Linked DNA regions of Mus musculus: region 1 is linked to region 2. A link is a contact called in public HiChIP or PLAC-seq data. All regions are on one chromosome and are shown on one strand. Each heading gives the region's core, a stretch centred on a gene start, on an enhancer-like site or on the middle of the called end of the contact. The rest is flanking DNA. Distances are from core to core; before and after follow the strand shown.

What was found. HiChIP or PLAC-seq counts read pairs in DNA pulled down with a chosen protein or histone mark.
Region 1: an H3K27ac HiChIP or PLAC-seq map of double positive thymocytes shows a contact between it and region 2, with 5 read pairs. The contact joins two enhancer-like sites. A contact is called at or near these places in 4 of 39 promoter capture datasets (the 3T3-L1 cell line, hippocampal neurons, liver and 1 more), 1 of 15 datasets of contacts at CTCF or cohesin (the NIH/3T3 cell line), 3 of 484 Hi-C or Micro-C datasets (bone marrow-derived macrophages, double positive thymocytes and nephron progenitors) and 2 of 115 datasets of contacts at active chromatin or transcription factors (double positive thymocytes and regulatory T cell precursor).

The regions. Positions count from the first base shown.
Region 1 is chr5:149,356,232-149,361,674 of GRCm38.p6, reverse strand. Gm38753 (a long non-coding RNA gene) reads left to right here. Exons shown (of 3, transcript XR_868733.3): 3 at 104-658. Among named protein-coding and RNA genes, the nearest start is that of Gm38753, 8.6 kb to the left of the region's middle. Within about 2 kb of position 2,849, at least 3 of the 459 cell types and tissues checked have an H3K27ac peak or open chromatin away from gene starts, as enhancers often do. A contact at or near this core is called in double positive thymocytes, where this site is marked.
Region 2 is chr5:149,117,350-149,122,611 of GRCm38.p6, reverse strand. Mm2pr (macrophage M2 polarization regulator) reads left to right here. Exons shown (of 3, transcript NR_015478.2): 3 at 2,783-3,047. Among named protein-coding and RNA genes, the nearest start is that of Gm42788, 24 kb to the left of the region's middle. Within about 2 kb of position 3,806, at least 41 of the 459 cell types and tissues checked have an H3K27ac peak or open chromatin away from gene starts, as enhancers often do. A contact at or near this core is called in double positive thymocytes, where this site is marked.

The sequences.
Region 1 (5,443 bases), core at 1,600-4,099, 240 kb before region 2:
TTTAATTGGGGCTGGCTTACAGGTTCAGAGGTTCGGTCCATTATTATCAAGGCGTTGTTCTGAGTCTCATTTGCTCTTGATGCCTGTGTGTCAATCTCTACAGAGGACCAATGAGAGCACATGGAAGATGCGGTGCTTCGAAGTTCTCACCACACACCCTGCTCCCAGGTCCATCACCAGATGTATGAAGAATTTTTACAGGAAACTGAGAGGAAAGGGGTCTGCCCACCTTAGAGGGCAGAGTAAGAACAGCACACAGGTAGCTGAATAGCTGCCTTACTTTGCTAAGATTGTGGTCTATGATGTCCGGACAGCTTTCCTGAGCTTGGCACAAAATGGAGGGCTCCCTCTTCATAGTGGGGCTTTCCTCTTCTCTGTCTGATCTGGGGAACCCAACCCATGGTCTCCCTGGGGAATGTCACATAATCCCTGGTGGAATCACAGATTCAACTTCCTGGAATTCCTCTCCATGCAAATGAGGTATTCCCCAGCACCTTAAGCCTCAGTCAATGAAACTTCACCCTAAGAAGAACCCCTTCCCACTCCCCAAGGTTCATATATATAGCTTTTGGTTCACCCCAAATAAAGTGTATGTGTACAAGTTCATCCTCAATAAAGGTATGTGCACAAGCTAAGATCGGCTCAGAGAGCTGTTTCAGTGAAGATTATCGAAGAAGGCCTTCGTCTAAAAGAGCTGTAACACTAAAGTCATCAGAGAAAGCCTCCCTGGGCCCCACACCCCCGTGCCCCCGCGCCCCCATGCCCCCGAATCCCATGCTCCCATGCCCCCTCCGGCACTCACTCCCAGCTGCTTCAGGATCCTGTAGACCTCACCCATTACAGACTCCACTTCATCCCTCCAGCCCAGTGTGCAGTGGCATCAGGACACTCCAAAAGGAGTCACAGTGAACCCTATTGGAAGTGTCCAATGAGGGCAACAACCTTGATTCCTTCCTGAGATGCATACCTTATCTCAGCTGCCAGAATCATCCCTTGTCCCTATGGAGGGAAGAGAAGCCACAGGAGGGATAGAGATCCGAGGGAAAATGCATGGTGTCCCTGTCACAATCATTTCTCCTTCAACAGGTGTGCACTGCCCAATGGGCTTGATGCAGAGGCCAAGGAGGCAGAGGGTACCTAACACAGAGCCTGTCTTGGCCCAGAGGACTTATGCCTCACTCTTTCTCCATGTATGTGCTGAAAAGCTCCCCAAAGCCCCTTTCCCTGGGCATGTTAGCTCCATGGCTGGAAGAAGCCACCCTAGGTCCAATTTGGGACCTTGGAATAGTGTTTTGTGAGGTGGATTTACAATAACTCTACTGCCTATTAATGCTTGTGGTCACTTACAGTTCAGGACTATCCTTCAAGCTGGACTGCTACCAGCTTCATCAGATCAGCCGTGCTTTCTTGCCAAAGAGCATCACAACTGAGCTTGTTGGCTGTTGCTATTCCTTTGTAGAAGGAGGGTGTGAAGGGTGTGATGGTTTGAATAAGATGGCTCTCATAGGATCATATATTTGAATGCTTTAGTCAGCAGAGAGTGGCGCTATTTGAAAGGATTAGAAGGATTAGGAGGTGGGATGGTTTATATCTGCTTGGGCCAGGGAGTGGCACTGTTATGAGGTGTGGCCTTGTTGGAGTAGGTGTGGCTTTGTTGGAGTGGGTGTGGTCTTGTTGGAGTGGGTGTGCCACTATGGGCGTGGGCTTATGACCCTCATCTTAGCCACCTGGAAGCCAGTCTTCTACTAGTTGTCTTCAGATGAAGATGCAGAACTCTCAACTCCTTCTGTGCCATGCCTGCCTGGATACTGCCATGTTCCCGCCTTGATAATAATGGACTGAACCTCTGAACCTGTAAGCCAGCCCCAATTAAATGTTGTCCTTATAAGAGTTGCTTGGGTCATGGTGTCTGTTCATTGCAGTAAAACCCTAACTAAGACCATAGGCATGGCCGTTTTAGAAGTGTGACACTGGGGATGAGCTTTGAAGTTTCAAAAGCTCATGGCAGACTGACCACCACCCCCATCTGTGTGTGTGTGTGTGTGTGTGTGTGTGTGTGTGTGGTGTGTGTTTGTGTGTGTGTGTGTGTGTGTGTGTGTGTGTGTGGTGTGTGTATATGTGTGTGTGTGTGTGTGTGGTGTGTGTGTGTGTGTGTGTGGTGTGTGTGTGTGTGTGTGTGTGGTGTGTGTGTGTGTGTGTGTGTGTGTGGTGTGTGTGTGTGTGTGTGTGGTGTGTGTGTGTGTGTGTGTGTGGTGTGTGTGTGTGTGTGTGTGTGGTGTGTGTGTGTGTGTGTGTGTGTGGTGTGTGTGTGTATGTGTGTGTGTGTGGTGTGTGTGTGTGTGTGTGTGGTGTGTGTGTGTGTGTGTGTGTGTGTGGTGTGTGTGTGTGTGTGGTGTGTGTGTGTGTGTGTGGTGTGTGTGTGTGTGTGTGTGGTGTGTGTGTGTGTGTGTGTGTGTGGTGTGTGTGTGTGTGTGTGTGTGTGTTTGGTGTGTGTGTGTGTGTGTTTGGTGTGTGTGTGTGTGTGTGTGTGTGTGTGTGTGTGTGGTGTGTGTGTGTGTGTGTGTGTGTGTGTGTGTGTGTGTGTGTGTGTTCGGGTCAGGATATAGCTCTCAGCTCCTTCTCCAGCACCATGCCTGCCTGCCATGCTTACCACCACATTTCCTGCTGTAACGACAACGGACTAAGCCTCTGAAGCTACAGGCAAGACCCCAATTAAATTATTGCATTTCTAAGAGTTGCCCTGGATGTGGTGTGTCCTCACAGCGATAGAACAGTGACTAGGATGGAGGGGAAGGGAAGGTCACGTATCCAGTCACCTCCTCTCCTCCCACCAGCTGTATGCAATTCTGCTCTTATTGAAAGCGGGTTCTTGAGGAGGAGGAGCTAGAGTATAATGTGGGGAGAGGCTCGAGGAGCCGGGCTCTGCCTTTGTGGCCATGGGAGACCTTCCAGTGCGGCTGCCTTAAGACCACCAGTGTTCTTGCTCATAACCCCTCTCTCAGTGCACTCCAACCAAGCCTGATGAACTCCCTGGCTCCCCAGAGGGAACTCTAGAATAATCACACCTCCACTTGTCATACGGACCTTAGAAGGTGTGCACATGTTGCTTCTGTCTCCATCAAGGAAGGGATTATAGCGATGAAGATTGTACAGCCATGTAAAAGATGGGGCACATAGGTTGAAACTCAGAGCTCAGGCCCCCTTCCCTGGATCCTCTCAGCAGGCCTGTGGTTCTCGTGGCCACCTTGTGCAAACACTGGCAGCTGGGGAACACACACAGGAATGTAAGTACCAAGAATGGTGGGAGCTGTCAGATCCACTAGGGCCCATTCTAAGGGGTCTAAATGCACAGGGCACATTCAAAGGCCTCTAGAAGAAGATCTGAGACCCCATAAAACACCAAGAGACTCTCATTACTCATCCCCTCCCCCCTTTTCCCTACTCCCTCTTGCTCTGGCTCCACATGCTCTGGGCCACTGCTCGCTCTGGTTCATAGGTTATCATCATCATCATCATTATTATTATTATTATTACTATTATTATTAGACACCATGTGGTTGCTTGGATTTGAACTCATGACCTTCAGAAGAGCAGTCAGTGCTCTTAACCACTGAGCCATCTCACCAGCCCTCATTACTCATTATTACTTAACTCCAGTAATAATAATAGCTTATGCTGGAATAGAGCTTGTTGAAAGAAAGGAGAAAACTGAACTGAAGATTTTTGGGCCTATTTCAGAATAAAGGAACTCACCCTTGTAATCTGAGCAGGGGACCTATCATCTACTCCTGGCAGGTGCATCACTCTATAAAACCGGGTCTGTTTCTGCCTTCCTCACAATAACCCAGGACCAGTGTGGCTGCAGAGAAATGGGTGGAAAGTGAAGCCAGCGCCCACCATGGAAGAAGAGTGGAGACAACATGGCAGTAGAATGCACATCCCTGCCTGAGAGTGTGAGCTAAACACCTCGCAGAGCCACCAGCCCAGATCTACCATCAGAATCACTGAGGGCTTTGTTTGGGAGCGGGAGGGGTCCTCCAAATAGATGGGGTCAGCAGCAGGTTCTGCATCCAGGTGTTGGGTCAAGAGGGTTCTGTGTGTGTGCATGTGCGTGTGCGTGTGTGTGTTGAGGCTAGAGAACAACCCTAGGTGTCATCTTCAGAAATGCTGTCCACCTCTTTTTGGGTGTGGTTTCTTTCTGGCCTGGAGCCTATCAATTAGGCTAACCCATCTGGCTAACAAGTCCCATGATTCTCCTCCTCTCCCTCCCCAGCTCTGGGATTACAAGCATGCACCACCACAGCCGATCTTCTAACACTGTTTCTGGACATCTCAAGTCCTCCTGATTACAAGCAAAGCATTTCACTAATTAAGCAATCTTCCCAGCCCAGAAAACGGAGGATGGAGAGATAACTTATTGATTTAAAGCACTTGCTACTCTGGAAGAGGATCCATCCCAGCACCCACCCCAAGTGGAGGCTCACAACCATCCTGTAACTTCAGTTCCAGGGGACCTAGTGCCCTCTTCTGTTCTTCCAAAGTACTGCATGCATATAATACATATAAATACATGTAGGTAAAACATCCACACACAGATTGATAGATAGATAGATAGATAGATAGATAGATAGATAGATGGATGGATGGATGGATGGATGGATGGATGGATGGATGGATGGTTAGGCAGGCAGGCAGACAGACAGACAGACAGACAGACAGCACTGGGCCTCCCACAGCCTGCAATACAAAAGCTTGCAGCACACCCTCCCAAAGAGGTACCAGCTGAATCTCTCACAGTCTTCTGAGAAGTGACAGGTTGCAACCTCTCTTCCCCCAACAGAAAGTGACCTTTTCACTTGAGCTATTGGACATGATAGAGCAAAATGGAAGACACAAGACTGATAGCATTTACAGAAAGCAGGAAAGGGGGACAGAGAGAATATTCCATACTTCCTTTTCTCTGAGTACCTTCAAAACCTTCAGCCACATCAAAAGCAATGTTCTCATTGAGCTAATACCAGTGTTATCAGAGGGACCTGTGGGTTGGGTGGAACATCCCACTAGACAGAAGACCTGGTAAGGTTAAAGCAGGCTCAAAACCCCCAGAAATTGTCACAATTGAGAACTGTAGGTGTTAGAACCAGCTTGAGGCCAGGGTCTACCTGTTCTGGAATACATAACCATGAGACCTCATTGAGAGAGTCGTAAAAACTGGTCATATAGAATAAAAACCCAGAGTTCTCCATGCTAATGAGGCATCTAGATAGGCCCGCAGTGTTTAGCCAATGAGCTTCCCTCCCTGGACATCCCTTCCTGCAAGAGGTATTTAATCCCTGAGTCACCCTGAGTAAGACCTGTGCGTTCACATCTGCCATGACAATAAAGCAGTTTGGACAAGCAAGGACTGTCTCCTTCATCATCGAGGATTGTGGGAGCAGGGGAG
Region 2 (5,262 bases), core at 2,557-5,056:
AGTGCTGGAATTAAAGGTATGCCACTACCACCCAGCTAAAAAAATACTTTAAAAATGGGTATACTATGTTTGATGTAGATTAACAGAAGTTCAGAAAGAAAAATACACAAAGTTTAAGAAGGGAGAATTATCAAAGAAACTCTTCCGGAAAAATTTAAAGTAAACGTTGAGATTTAAAATGCCTGCTGAAAGGTGTAGCTTAGTGAAAGTGCTTACCTGGGCATGGGCAAGATCCTAGGGAGAGGAAGGGGAGGAGGAGGAACAGGAGGAGGAGGAGGAGAAGGAAGAAGAAAAGAGGAAGAGGAGGAAAGGAGGAGGAGGAGGAGGAAAGGAAGAAGAGTAGGAGAAGAAGAAATAATCATGCTAACAGTATTCGTTGAGGGCTGGAGGTGTGGAAGGCTCTTAGCACCCTTGAGGTCCTGGGTCTAATCCCCAGCATCAGATATAAAAATGAACACAAGGGTTCTCTGACTCTGCGCTGAAATATTGAGGAGAACAAAAGGGCTCCCACACCCAGCAGAATTGCATGCATTTATTCAAAGACCAGGTGCCAACACATTTGTGCAGCCCTGTCTGTAACAGCTAAAGCCCACTGCAGTCAAAAGCCATCACTATTAAAATTGGGCAAATTAATTGTAGTATGTTCATGTAATGGATCCAGGAATGGATGAATTGCTGTGCCCTGGGTGAATCTGGCAGGCTTAATGGGAAATGAGAGACAGGAACAAAAACGCACGTTTATAATTCCATGTCTACAAAAACTCAAAAGCAGACCTGCAAATCTGTAATACTAGAGATGACTGACAGTGGTCACTACTGGGGGCAGGCAGGGCTGTGGCAGGCTCCTGGCAGAGTCTATTACATGATACAATTGCTTGTTTTTGTAAAAATCCGTCAGGTTGCTATTTATGACCTATGCTCTCATCTGTAAGCATGTGCTTTTTCAATAAAAAACTTGATACTTTTTAAAGTTCAACACATGATGGTAAAATTTAGAGCCACTTCCAAAGGAGACCCAAAAATCTTGGGGAACAGCAGGATGGGGCCACTGAATAAAAGCATCATGGTAGACTAAAGAGTAAGGGGGGAGGGGGAATTGATGGGGGAGGGGGAGGGAGAAATGGAGGGGAGAGAAATATATAGGGGGGAGAGAGAATGGATGAATGACTTAGAAACTTACATATAGAGAGATAGATAGATATAGATATAGATATAGATATAGATATAGATATAGATATTGGAAACTAAAAGATTTACCTGAGAGAAATACCTGTAACTTTTGCAAGTTAGGACAGTTATTCCTGTCCTACCAAGGGGGCAGTAAAATAAGGGTATTTTGTAAGAGACAGTAAAAATTTGCCACCATTTCTGAGGAAGTTTCTCAAAGACATATCACCAAAATAAGAGGGCATTCAAAGGGTCTTGAAGACAGAAAAGGAAAAGGTTTTTTAACATGGTGGTAAGAGGCTTGGTGGTGATCTGTATTGGATGGCACAGGGTACCAGGGAGCTTCTGTGAGGTGTCCGATGTCCGTGGAAAGGGAAGGCTCTTCTCGAGGCTCTACTGATGGACAGTGTTTAGAAATCTAAGCAAATGGAAACCAAAAAAAAAAAAAGATAATTACTATTGATAAGAAAACACAGAGCAAGAAATGTTATGGTGGATTTCCCTCAATTTATAAAAGCTATGTATTTCCCTGAAATCCAAGTAGATGCAGTATAAAACATTTACTTTTTTTTATATATATAATACAGAAGTCTAAAAGCTTTAATGAGCTGTCTAGTTTTATATCAACTTGACACATGCTGGAGTCATTTGGGAAGGGGAACTTCATTAAGAAAATATTCTACCAGGTTGGTTTTATTGATGATTAACATGGGAGGGCCAGGTCCACTGTGGGTGGCGCCATCCCTAGGCAGGTGTTCCTGGGTGGTATGAAGAAAGTCCTGGGGAGCGAGCCAGTTAGCAGCTTCCTCCGTGCCTCTGTGCTTCGGTGCCTGCCTCCAGGTTCCTTGTCTTCCCGTGCTGATGGGATGTTATTTGAGCCTGCAAACTGAGATTAAGCCCCTTCCTTCCTTCCTTCCTTCCTTCCTTCCTTCCTTCCTTCCTTCCTCCCTCCCTCCCTCCCTTCCTTCCTTCCTTCTTCCATGTTTCTTTTTTTCTTTTATTTTCTATCTTCTATTTTTTTTATTAAAGATTTATTTATTTATTTCATGTATGTGAGTGCAGTGTAGCTGTCTTCAGACACACCAGAAGAGGGCATCGGATCCCATTACAGATGGTTGTGAGCCACCATGTGGTTGCTGGGAATTGAACTCAGGACCTCTGGAAGAGCAATCAGTGATCTTAACCACTGAGCCCACTTTCTATCTTCTTTCTTTCTCTTTTTTTCTTTTTTCTCTTTTTATTGTCATGGCAATAGAAACCCTAATACACCCACTTTCTTGAGATTACCACTGTGGCCATCTTTAGGCCATTATATGCATCCAAAAATCTGAGTATGCTTACATGTTGCATAGGCAATGCTATCAGATCAACATTTTTTAGGGTTTAATTAATTAATTAATTAATATATAGGTGCTCCAACTGCTTGGACATCTGCATGCCAGCAGAGGGTATCAGATCCCAGTATCGATGGTTGCGAACCACCATGTGGCTGGGAATTGAACCCAGAACCTTCAAAGAGCAAACAATGCTCTTAACTGCTGAGCCATCTCTCCAGCCCCGAACACCATTCTTTTAAAGATTAATTTTTATTTCATGAGTGTTTACCTGCATATAGGTCTGTGTGCCGCAGACAGAACGAAGAGGGCATCAGATCACTTGGAACTGGAGTTAAAGACAGCTGTGAGTCACCATGGAGATGCTGGGAATTGAAACTAGGCCTTCTGTGAGAGCAGCAGCTGGCAGAGCCGTCTCTCCACCACAAAGTTTTAAACATAAATACCCTACCGATTCACAACTGCACCTGTCGTGCAAGTGTGCAGTCCCTTAGTTCGCTGTTTCTACTTCCCTTTTAAAGAAAAAATAAACAAACTTAACAATGTGTGTCTGAGATGTGCATGTGTGATCTGTGTGGAGGTCGTAGGGACAACGCTCCGTAGTATGGGGGTCCTGAGGACTGAATTTAGGTCGTCAAGCCTTCACAGCAAGCGCGTTTACTCTCTGCCCTTCTCATCGGCCCCGCCATTTCCCGTATTAAGTAGACAAGTATTTGTGTAACTTCATGATCGGTTCTGACCAGTCTCTGGCAGCCAGCATAACCTTACAAAGTGCAACGCAGTTAAAACTGAGGAAACACAGCCAGCAGCGGTGGTAGCGCTCGCCTTTAGCCTTTAATCCCAGCACTCGTGAGGCAGAGGCAGGCAAGTCTCCAAGTTCAAGGCTAGCCTGGTCTACAGAGCAAGTTCCAGGACAGTCAGAGCTGCACAGAAAAACCCTGTCTTCGAAACCAAAAAAAAAAACAGAACAAGCAAACAAAAAGAGAGGAAACACCATAGACTAACCCTTTGGTGGGTTAGTACAGTTTCTCTGTCCCACACCTCAATGTTTATATTCTGTCCGTTCTTTAGAAGGGAAGCTGAGGGCTGGGAGTGCCTCCCTGTGTTCCTAATTATGTGGGAGAGCTTTCCTTGCTGCTTTACTGGGTAGGTAGTGGTTGGGGGAGAGAGAGAGAGAGAGAGAGAGAGAGAGAGAGAGAGAGAGAGAGAGAGAGAGGCAGAGGGAGAGGCTCAGTGGTCCAGCATCTGTCCTCACAGCCATCTGCGGGAAGGCTCGCCACACTGCAGCACACTGAGCCCTCAGCTCAGGATCATGAGACTGCAGAAGGGTGCACCTCTACCAACAGTTGCCTGTTCCAGTGTAAGGTTACACATAAACTCCAACCGCTGTCTGCTTTAAATGAAACCAAAAATTAGCGGTACCCCGCTTGCTTTTCAGTTACTCTCCGTTGAGGAAATGGTACTGGGGGAGTGGGCAGGTTTGGAGTCTACAGAAGGCATCTGTTGCTGGAGGGTAAAAAACTTAAGCTTTTTAAAGCTGGACATGTCGGGTCAGCGTACTGCCAGGCACAGGGTCCGGCTGAGTTACAGTTAACTTGCCTGGCTCCCTTCCCATCCCTCCTATGTCACAGTGTATCATCAGAGCCTTCTGTTCCATTTGAGGTTCAGATCTGCTGGCCTGAAGTCACGGTGACACTAACTCTGGGGAAGGTTAGGTACACAAACAGCCTTGCCTGACCTCACCCTATGCTTTGCATGCAGCCAGGGGACCCCTGAGGCTGGCACTCCTTCCCTGGCCTAAGGCTACCCTGGGGGAGGGGAGCAGCCTTCCACTGGAGGAAACAGAAGGGTTCTTTCCTCTCTAGCTGAAGGGCAAGATGAAAGAAGGCTAAGGGTTCTGACCATGGCCTCATCTCTGACCGTGCTTTCCTCTCTCTAAGAAACAAAACAAAACAACAAAACAAAATCACTCAGAATGGACCCCCAGAGGCCAAGCCCTGGCCTCCCCAGCTGCCTCTCCAGAGCCTGGCTTCCTCCCTTGGCTCACTACCTCCCAGTTCCCTGGAGAGAAAGAGGGCAACCAATCCACAGCCACCTTGGTCCCTGTACCCGGTGGGGGACCCTCGAGCATCCAACCATAACAGCGCAGGCTACAGATTAAAAAGGCCAGTTCCCAGTCCCAATAAGAGAACAGCAGCCGGCCCTGTTGCAAACACTAAGGCCAGAAATGAACAGCCAATGGTGGCAGAGACTTCAGCTGATTGTGATCTGAGATACTGACACCAAACAGTGCCAGGTACTTCTAGATCTTTCCAAGAGTCATGGAAAACAGCAAGGGAAGGAAAGATACTCAGGAAGGCATGGTGAAGTGATGAGTAATGGGGCTTTGGGGTCAGAGAGGTCAGGAGCCTCCTGGTGTCTCTGGACTAGGAGAATAAAGGCAGCCCCTGCTCTCCTCCAGCATTCGAGCTTTGCTATGAGCCAGCCAAATGACGCCCCACTCTTTGTAGACACCATTTCCCAGCAGCCCCATAAGCAGGCCTATTATTATTCTTGTTTTATAGTCGAAGAACCCGAGTTAAATGGCGCACCTACAGGGAACCCAAACCTCGTTTCTCTGATGAGTCTCTCTCTCATCATTGCTCTGCTACAAAATGAGAATTAAAAAATCCCGGGCTGGGAGAGATGGCTCAGGATGTACAGGCTGTCCTCATAGAAGGCCTGAACTTTAGTTTTCAGCACTCACGTGGTAGCTCACAGC